Linked DNA regions of Mus musculus: all the other regions are linked to region 1. Evidence: chromatin contacts called from public HiCAR-type and promoter capture Hi-C data. All regions are on one chromosome and are shown on one strand. Each heading gives the region's core, a stretch centred on a gene start, on an enhancer-like site or on the middle of the called end of the contact. The rest is flanking DNA. Distances are from core to core; before and after follow the strand shown. Region 1 holds the start of Ppfibp2 (PTPRF interacting protein, binding protein 2 (liprin beta 2)). Region 2 holds the start of Apbb1 (amyloid beta (A4) precursor protein-binding, family B, member 1). Region 3 holds the start of Cavin3 (caveolae associated 3).

The links. Promoter capture Hi-C pulls out the DNA fragments that hold promoters and counts their contacts. HiCAR-type assays count read pairs that join an accessible place to other places.
Region 2: a promoter capture Hi-C map of liver shows a contact between it and region 1, with 6 times the contacts expected there. The contact joins the promoter of Apbb1 here to the promoter of Ppfibp2 in region 1. A contact is called at or near these places in 4 of 39 promoter capture datasets (cranial neural crest, frontonasal cranial neural crest, liver and 1 more).
Region 3: a HiCAR-type map of astrocytes shows a contact between it and region 1, with 7 times the contacts expected there. The contact joins the promoter of Cavin3 here to the promoter of Ppfibp2 in region 1. A contact is called at or near these places in 1 of 39 promoter capture datasets (hippocampal neurons) and 1 of 115 datasets of contacts at active chromatin or transcription factors (astrocytes).

Annotation. Positions count from the first base shown.
Region 1 is chr7:107,593,443-107,596,613 of GRCm38.p6, forward strand. It overlaps Ppfibp2 (PTPRF interacting protein, binding protein 2 (liprin beta 2)), which reads left to right and starts at 1,609. Exons shown (of 25, transcript NM_008905.2): 1 at 1,609-1,937.
Region 2 is chr7:105,579,827-105,582,862 of GRCm38.p6, forward strand. It overlaps Apbb1 (amyloid beta (A4) precursor protein-binding, family B, member 1), which reads right to left and starts at 1,665. Exons shown (of 15, transcript NM_001253885.1): 1 at 1,309-1,665.
Region 3 is chr7:105,480,659-105,483,831 of GRCm38.p6, forward strand. It overlaps Cavin3 (caveolae associated 3), which reads right to left and starts at 1,539. Exons shown (of 2, transcript NM_028444.1): 1 at 1,118-1,539; 2 at 1-561. The coding sequence starts at 1,501. The coding sequence ends at 163. It overlaps Gm36847 (a long non-coding RNA gene), which reads left to right and starts at 2,141. Exons shown (of 3, transcript XR_378395.4): 1 at 2,141-2,212.

The DNA of each region.
Region 1 (3,171 bases), core at 359-2,858:
TGTGCTTTTCAGTTCCACTCTGGTTGGATTTAAATGAAGATTGATGGTGTCTCCATGACCCACAGAAATGGTTATTTATTATATTGCTGCACATTGGAATCACCTGGGGAGCTTTTCAAATTCCGAATATGCAGGTTATCCTCTCCAACGCCAAGAGATCAGACCCTCTGGAGATGGGAGGAGAGCGTCTGTACTTTTTTTTTTGTTTTTTGGTTGTTTTTTTTTTTTTTTTTTTTTTTTTTTTTTTCGAGACAGGGTTTTTCTGTGTAGCACTGGCTGTCCTGGAACTCACACTGTAGACCAGGCTGGCCTTGAACTCAAAAATCCACCTGCCTCTGCCTCCCGAGTGCTGGGATCAAAGGCGTGCACCACCACGCCCGGCGTCTGTACTTTTAAAGCTCCTTCCCAAACTGCACAGAAGCTTGAGAAAGCCAAGTTCATAAAACATTTTACAAAATAATTGTATAGTTCTGAGAAAATGCTGCAGTTTCTGGGGGCCTGGGGGAAGAAACTGCCCCCGTGGCCCCAAGCTACCAGTGGGATTTGGAACTGCCCACACTTGAACTTATATGAACTGCGCAGGCTCTGTTTCCAAAAGCCTCTCACCCGCTATTTTAAGGAAGTGAAAGAACCGAAGGGTGTCCTGCTGTGACACAAGTCTGGGGCCCCAATCTTCCTCTACTGGCTTTGCCTTTGCTCTGCTGCTGGCCATGTCCCCGCAGTGCTCACACACCTGTTTGCCACAGTATTTATGATCTTCTGTTCATGTGTGCAAGCCTCTGGTCATACCAGTAATTTTAGACTAATTTTGAAAAAAAAAAAAAAAAAAAAAAGACGAGTCGTGTCTGTCAACACTCCAGGTGTAAGCAACTGGAGTCCAGCTTAGTAGAGACTCCTGCCAGAGTCCCTGTATCCCTGCCATCTGAGGCCCTGGAGATTCTAAGCAGATAAAATGAGCAACCGGCCCTTGGAGGCCCGGGTAGGGCAAGCAGCTGTGGTAAAACCCAGGGCCTTATGCACGCTCGAGGTAGGTGCTGGGATTCGGTCTCCAGGTTTTTTTTGTTTGTTTGTTTTGCATACTTGTACCTGACCTTGCAGGGCACAGGAAGTGTTCTGTCTTCAGCTATTCACAAGACAGAACACCAGAGCTTTAACCACTAGAGGGACCTTCAGGAAAGGCGGGGGGAGCGGCGGCGGAGGTTGAGTTAGACAGATCTAAGAGTGACATGGAACCCAAATTGGGGTTGGTCTGGGCTGATTGGGAATGATACAGGTCTTAGACTACCCTTAATCTCAATGGGGTTACACAAGGCCCGCTGTGTGTGTGTGTGTGTGTGTGTGTGTGTGTGTACGCTTGCGCTTCGGTGCTCCTTTCTGCAATTCTCCGCACGCTTTCCTCGTCCTGCTGACAGATTACAAAAACTCTGGAGACCTGAGCACAGTGGGACACAAGGAAAATGCCTAGGGTCCTTTCTGCGGCCGGAAGAGTGCAAGAGTCCTAGGTGCAAGCAGTGGGCTGGACCCAGAGAGGGGCGTGGTCTCCCGGGAGGGGCGGGGTTTGAGCCAGCACGGGAGCTCTGCCTGGGGGCGGGGCTGACCAGGCAAGTCCCTGTGGAACTGGAACTGTGGCTCTTGGGTCCTCGCGGGCCACTGCGGTGCGGGAGAAGGAGGAGGGGTGGCAGAGGGGCGGTTCCTAGGGGGAAGGTCCCAGCAGCCAGAGAGCCACACTCCGGGACCAGCCTCTCTGGGATCCCCGCCTCCGTCACGTGGGTGCCGAACCGGGTCGGTGCTGGCGGGTCTGCCACTTGGTTGGCAGTTGGTCCTTGGGCCAGTGGCCTGTCACTGGGTTCTCCGCTCTTATGTTGGAAAGTGTGAGGGACACAGGAGCGACCTGCATACCTGAGCCTCCGAGAGAGAAGCTGCACTCTGGCATCCAGGTCAGTGGGTCTCCCTGCCTCGGCTCACCGCTATCCCGGGAACTGAGTACCCCCAGATCCAAGAACTACATGGGTAGTTGGGCGTCTGTGGTCTTTTAGACCTTCGAACGTTTTCAAGACTTGGGGACCCACTTATTTGTCTGGGAGACTGAGAAAAGGGAGCAACTCCCCTGGATTTGCTTGAGTTTTCTACCCGACCTCGCTCTGGATGTGCCACCTGCCCCGCGCTTCTACAGGTGGCAGAGTGGTCCCCAGGATACCGGGGTGTTCCGATATCTCAGAGTTCCGGGCGATTTTGACCCAAGCCTTGAGTCCCGTGAGGGCAGCAGTGGCATCAACTGGAGATACCTAGGTGGGTTTGTTCCATAGACCTTTGGTCCAGAGCGCTTTGGCCAGGAGCAGTTCTGTGCACTAATTGCTAAATGCAACACACTTCCCAAAGGCTCAAGGCAGGATTAGGGTGTGGGGATGCTTCTGTTTTTAAAAGTGGGTCCTCTTCCCTCCTTCCATCCTGACGCCAGACCCATACTTTTCCCTCCGATCAAAATAAGGTTATTATATGTTTAAAAACTAGAACTTCCAAGGTTCCGGTAGGATTCAAATAGGCATTCAGCTCTTTCTTAGAGCACTGAGATATTTGATATAGATCAGTCTTCCTCTTCATATTTTGGTTTTATTTCTGCCTGTGTTCATTTCTCTTGGTCCTTAATTGATTATATTGTAGACTGTAGTGTTTATTAGATTACCGAGTATTTTGTTAAGGTAAATGCTCAACTACAGGAAGGAAGTCAATTACAGACCTAATTAATCTTCAGTCTTAGATTACTATTGGTATACTAAACATGTTATCTGATTAGAAATTATTTCTTTCTTCACCAGCCCGTTTGTATGCATATTTACGTGACTTTGAAGTGGAATATTGTTAAGTCTTTTGTTGTTATTTTCATTTGGGATTTTATTTAAGGCTGATGGTGATGGGAACTGGTGATCTCATTTAGACCCTTGTGAATGCTTAGCTAGGCAAGTGCTCTACCACTGAGCAACAACACTCAGCCCTCACATAATATATTAGTGGTATCACTCTGAGGTTTGATGATGTGCCGATTTTAGTTTATTGCTACTATTGTCTGTGTTTTGGTAACTAAGGCAGATATGCTAAGTGGATGGATAACATAAGAGATACATGTAAGAGATAAAGACAGATGAAGGTTGGAACAAACTTACAGAAATTCTA
Region 2 (3,036 bases), core at 415-2,914, 2.0 Mb before region 1:
GGAATAAACAAGAGCAGTCAGGGGGGCTGTCTTCACTAAGTGTGACAGCAATTGAGCTCCAGTGACATTAGCAGACCTGAGAAATATTGAAGTCGTGGGCATGACAGAGCTTGGTGAGATCTGATGTCGAGAGGTGAGGGTGAATGTTGCTCAGACCCCACCTCACTGTGACCATAACCTGAACTGAATGGACAGATGTCATTGAGAGAGGCTGAAGGAACAACAGACATGTAAGTGAGGTATGAGGGGAACAAGAGATGTTAATTAATTCACCTTGAAATCTGTAGGTTTGGAATTCCTGTTGAACTGTTCAAAAGGATGTCAGAGGACAGTTGAGTATATATGAGTTTGCATTTCAGCAGTGGTCTGGGCCAGACAAATAAATTTGGGACTCAGCAGCTTATATATGAAATTTAAAGAGTTAGACATGCAAGAAATGGTCAAGGGAAAAGGTCAGAGTGAAAGAACGCAGCTCAGGCCAGAATAGCATCACATATGCAGAGACGAGACAAGAGAACACTTCAAAGCAATAGACAGTGCCTAGGAGGAAAACCAGGAAAAAAAATGCTTCAAGGAGACTGACACATACTCAGTGGTAATGGGCTCACAGCCGCCAAGTGTCCATTGGAGTTACAAGGAGGGCTCCAGTGACCTTGCTCAGAAGCTTCGGTGGATGTCAGAGACAGAATGGAGTGGATTTTTAAAATGAATGGGAAATTAGGGGCTCAGAATGCAACCTACAAACAGGACTCGGAAGAGGCTGGAAATAACATCTGAATTGGAGAGGGAAAACTGCTCCTAAGGAGCACTCTAGTCGCTGCTAGGCCTCTCTGTCAGGCTGAGATGGGAACCCCGCCGGTCCCAGGGCACACCCCTCGGTCGCTGAGGACAACAGAATGCAGCTTGACAGATCCCAAGCCTGGGGCTCTAGTCTGGAATCGCACGGCCTGGCTCCTACCCGGATCCAAGTCCCCTTCCCAGCATTAGACGTCCCCTCCCCCACTCTTCTATCGCCCCTCGCTCTCCCCCCCCCCCCCCCGCTCACCCCCTCCTCCCCGCCCCCGCCGGGCATCCTAGAGGATCAAGAAGCAAAGCTTTGGGGAGCGGTCGGTGTTAGGACCAAAGTGATCCTGCGGAGGGTGATTTTGCAGGCCCGCGGTAGGAAGGCGGCGAAGGGAGTTGGGTGGGGGGTAATCAGGCCTGGCTTGGAGACCTGGACTTCTGAGAAGAAGAGGCTGCAAGGGTTAAGGGCTGCTGAGGCTGGGGATCCTGCTCCCGGGGCTGGGCTGGAGACGGAGCAGCACCTACCTGCGCGGCGAGGCCCCAGGCCCAGGTGGCGAAGGTAGCTCAAGCTGCAAGGCTCCCGCAACACCGCAGCTTCTCCATCACAACATCCCCCGCCCAGGAGCGCGCAGGCCGCGAGGCCGCGCCCCGAGCGGCGGAGCCGCGCACGGGAGGGGGAGGGGCGCCATCTTGGCCGGGGCGGGGCGCGCGAGCGAGTGCGAGCCGCACTGGCTGCAGCTGCCCCAGCCGCACCCTGCAGACCCTTGACCCTCGCAAGCCCTGCGTCCCAGGCCTCCTGTCTATCCCCGCACGGCTGCACCCAACTCCCAGGACCCTGCCCAGCTCTCCCCTTCCATGCCACCGTGGACTCACCTCCGCGTCGGTCCTGCACCGACGCCGGGAGACGCGCCTAGAGCACGGAGTCTGATCCGCTAGGGAGGGGGGAAGGAGGAGGGTGGAGAGAGACACGGGTGCTGGGACCGTGGCTGCGCCTCAAGAGGCTGGCAGCCGGCTGCTCTCTGGCTCTTGTGGTAGCACTCCCTGACGTCCTGTGGATAATAATAGCGCGTATTTATTGACCGCTTACTCTGTACCAGGCTCTATGTTCAACCATTTGCTTGCATTCATCCTCAAACCAGCGCTGTGCAATTCCCACAATTGTTGTTCTCGGGATTTGAGAGGCAGGTGCTGACATTCTGAAGGGTAACACGACTTGCCCTCAGTAACAGAGTAAGTGGTTAAACTAAACCAGAACTGAGATATTTCTTACACTCTACCCGTGCCTCTGAATATAAAGCTATGACACAGCGTCCCCCACCCCGCCTCCCCCCCCCCCACTGCACTCCAGGGTAGAAATTAACTCTAGGAAAGGACCAAATGGAGAACTGAGTGGAAATTAAACAGAAATGCTGTACTTGGCTATTTTCCTGTTCACTGCAGGCCCTGGATAGACAATGAGGCAAATCTTAATGGTCAGATCCCTGACATCAAGGGCAAAGAGGGGCAGAAACCCCAAAAGCATTGTCCCCTGAGCTGTGGGCTCGGTGGGCTCTGAACATACTGAAAAACTGATTGGAGATGCATCTAAGTCTAACAGTGCCCAAATCTAAATTTGTTATTTCATCTTATGTTCATCTTCTAAAGAATTTCCCTGACGTGGAAAAGTACACACACACACACACACACACACACACATACTCTTAATGCAGGGTCACTTTATCAATCTCTGGCTTGTTCAAAGCAAGTACTCCAAAGTACTTTGAATATACTTTCATTTATCCCTGGGTAAATATGAATGTTTTAAATTTTTGTTATAGACATTTGCACTTATGTGCAAAAGTGGAGCAGTGTAACAAAACTCCCTATGTCCATCACTCATCTTGTACAGTTACTGACTTGTGGCTAAGAATCCATTGTAATCTGACAAGCACCTAGGAAATACAAACCATGTTGGATCCCAAGCCGGACATAAAGATCCCCAAAAGAATCTGGTTCAGCTGCATCCCACCTGGAAGACACGCACCTGACCTGGATCCTTGAGAAATGAGCACGTGTTACCTAGAAGGACATTCATTCATTCACTCACTCACTCTCAGCAAATAGGTGTATGGTATGACACACTGTCCTTGGTGCTAACACCCAGAAAGCAAAAGAGAGTTCCTGCTTTCATTCAGCTTACAGATTAAAAGAGGGAAGAGACACCACATAGGTAATTAAAATTATGGTGTCTTAAGGAAAAGACACGGGACACTG
Region 3 (3,173 bases), core at 289-2,788, 2.1 Mb before region 1:
TGTCAGAGGACACAGGGTTCAGACTGGAAAGCCAGGAAGGAAGCTTTGGAGCTGGGCAGTGGATGCAGGATTCTCTCCTTATTTGGATGTAAGTGCTGCACTCTATAAGTACTTATTTTGGGACAAGGCTTAAGCACCGAATGGGACAGGCAGCCCCAGGGATCAGGCTGCGCTCTCTATTTGAAGCACGGGTTTCTCAGGATCTTCCTTGGTAGGTTGAGGAGGTTCTGGCTCCAGGGCAGTCTCGAGCTCGGACTCCATTTCAGGCTGAGCTGCAGGCTGGCCTTCTGATGGGCCTTCAGAGCTCCGGACAGGCCCTACGCGTGGCGGCTTGACTGGTGTGGGCTGTGCTGCTTTACGACTGGAAAGAGCCCTTTTCAGGCTTTGAACTTTCTGTAAACCAGTGCGGCGCAGCCGCTGAGCCCTGGACTCCACTGGCTCCTCTTCAGAACTCTCTCCAACTTCATCCTCTGGCTGATCTGGGCCCAGCACCAACTGGTCCTCCGGACCCAAGAGCTCTGGGACTTTCTGGAAGGCGCGGGCTGGAATTTCAGTCTCCTCCTAAATGTGATGACACAGCTTTTGATTCTCTGATTTGACCCTGGCACTTAGCCAGGACCAGCCTGAAACTCTCTTGCCCGCCCGCCAAGGGAAGCTACTCCACCCTTTGCATCTGCACTAGGAATTGGGGCCAAAATAGAGGAATGGGAAGATGGGGGATGGGGAGGATGGAGGAGCAGAGAGATGAGCAAAGAGGGGGAAAGTGGACCTTGCAAGTTTGCAAAGTGGATGAAACCGTGTAGAGTGTAACAGCTGTATAGGCGCTTGGAGGAGGCAGAGTAACACCTAACAGTTAGTTCCATGTGGGTGCGACTGACCAAATCCGCAGACTGGCCTGAGTTAGGGAGGGCGTGGGTTGGCCAGGCTGGGAGTGAGAAAGGGATAAGGTCGCTGTTGTGAGAAAGTGGGTGCGGCTCTGAGAGTCTTCCACAAGTGAGGGCAGCACGCTGGGTCAGGAATGTGGAGATGCGGACGGGTGGGTGGCAGGAGTCCTTCCCTCGGTGGTAACCTAGAGGCGAGGGTTGGGGGCGGGAGAGGGATGCCTGAGGTCACTGACCTTGAAGAGCAGGACGTGCAGCTTCCCGCGCGCCACCAGCAGCCCGTGGTTGGCCTCCAACCGCTGCACCTGAGCAGCGCGACGCACGGCCCGCTCCTGGGCTGCGTCGGCGTGCGAGCCCACGCGCTCCGCCTTGGCCAGCAGCTGCGTCAGTGTGTTGCTGGTGGTGTCGTGGCTGCGACTCAGCGCACCCAGGCCACTCTGTATGCGACGCACGGAGCCCGCCAGGCCGCCCTGCCTCTCAGCCAGGCCGCCTTGCCGCTCCCGCAGAGCCTCCAGCATGGTGGCCAATTTCTCCAGCAAGGTCACCACGGTGACTGCGTGCACCGGACCCCCTGCGGGCGTCTCAGGCACAGGTCCGGGCTCCAGTGCGCTCTCCCCCATGATCTCTGACCACCGGGCCTGCTCTCCCTGAGACCGATGGCTGCGATCTGGGCTGGGGCTGCCTTTCCCCGCCTCCTCCCCTAGTTCAGGCCGTGACTCAGCCGGGCGGGAGTTGGCATCTTCCGCGGTGGGAAAAGGAGGAGGCCGAGCAAGGGGGCGGAATGTCCAAAGGGGGCTCTTTCGAAGGCTCCGCCCCGGGATCTGCGAGTAAGACAGTCCTGCCCAGAGGCACCTCTTTTCTGAGTTTGTGCTCCTTTTCCCCCATTTTCCTGGTGGGCTTCTTTCAGGCCTGTGTTCTTCACAGCAAAAGGCAAACCACTGAAAATTTCATTTATCTATCTAGTGATCAGAGAAGGGGGTGGGGGTGGAAGGCAGGGGTGTTAAAGGCATAGCCTAAGCCGTCAAAGCTGCTGAGCCCCAACGCTGGGCGGAGGCCTGTAAAGTTTGGAATGTTCTGCCTCAGACCCAAGACTGCCTAGGCCCAAGGCAGGGCTTTGTGTCTAGGCGGGCTGGGCGGGGCATCCTCTGATATTTTCCAGGTTTAGCCTCTGGCTTCGTTTATTGCTATTTCTTCCTACTGGACTGCGTTGTTCTTCTTTGGATTCCTGGAGGATAGCTCAGCCATGAGTTAGAATAAGTACTGGTTTGTCCGTTTTAATGGAGATTGGCTGTGGTTCCTGCGTAATGCCTTCAATCCCGTCTCCGAAATTGGTGAGTGTGAGGATTTGAAATGCTGCAGTAGCTAGATATGGTGATACATATTGAGGTAGGAAAATCACCAATTGGAGACCATGATGAACTACATAGTGAGTGTTAGAGTGGAAAATCACTACATAAAGGTTGATTCCTGAGTTCTGGTTGTGAAAACTTTGTTTTTATGTTAGAGTTTGATTTGCTCATCTTGGACCCGATATTAGCAGAGCCATCTGAGCCTGACAAAAGAACACAAAGAGTTTGAGCGGGGTTTCATGTCATTCAGGGAGGCCCTGAACTCACTGTTCAGCCAAGGATGGTCTTGAATGTCTGTTCTTGCTTCTGCCACCCAACGGCTGAGATAACAGTTGTGTGCCACCAAACCTACTTTATGCTGGTGCTGGAAATCGAACTCAGGCTCCTATGCACACTGGTCAACATCTTCAACGGAGCTACATCTTTGACCCTGTTTCTGTGTTTTTGAGATAGGGACTCATTGTGTAACCCAGGCCTCAAACTCAAAATCTTCCTGTCTCAGACACCTGAGTGTTGAAGTTATAGGTGTTCATTGACTGCCCCATTAGTTGGCTGAAAAGGCACAGCGTTAAGGATCAAACCCAAACCCTCAAACACGCTAGACAAGTATTCTGCCACTAAGCCATACCCCAGCCCAACAACTTGGAAATCTTTTAGATGTTTTTATTTATTTATGTATATGTGTGTGTGCATGAATGTGTGCACATGCATGTGCAAAGACCTATGGATATCAGAAGGTGTCAGATGCCCTCAAACTGTGGTTATTGGCCACTCTGAGGTATCCAATGTGGGTGCTAAAAATAGGATTCCTGTCCTATGTAAGAGCCTCAAGTACTCTTATTGGCTGAGCTATCTCTCCAGCTTAGACACACAATTGTCTTGGGTCGTCCAAAAGACTACATACATAAATAAGGTTGAGAAAAGCTTTAGTGACCAATTCTAC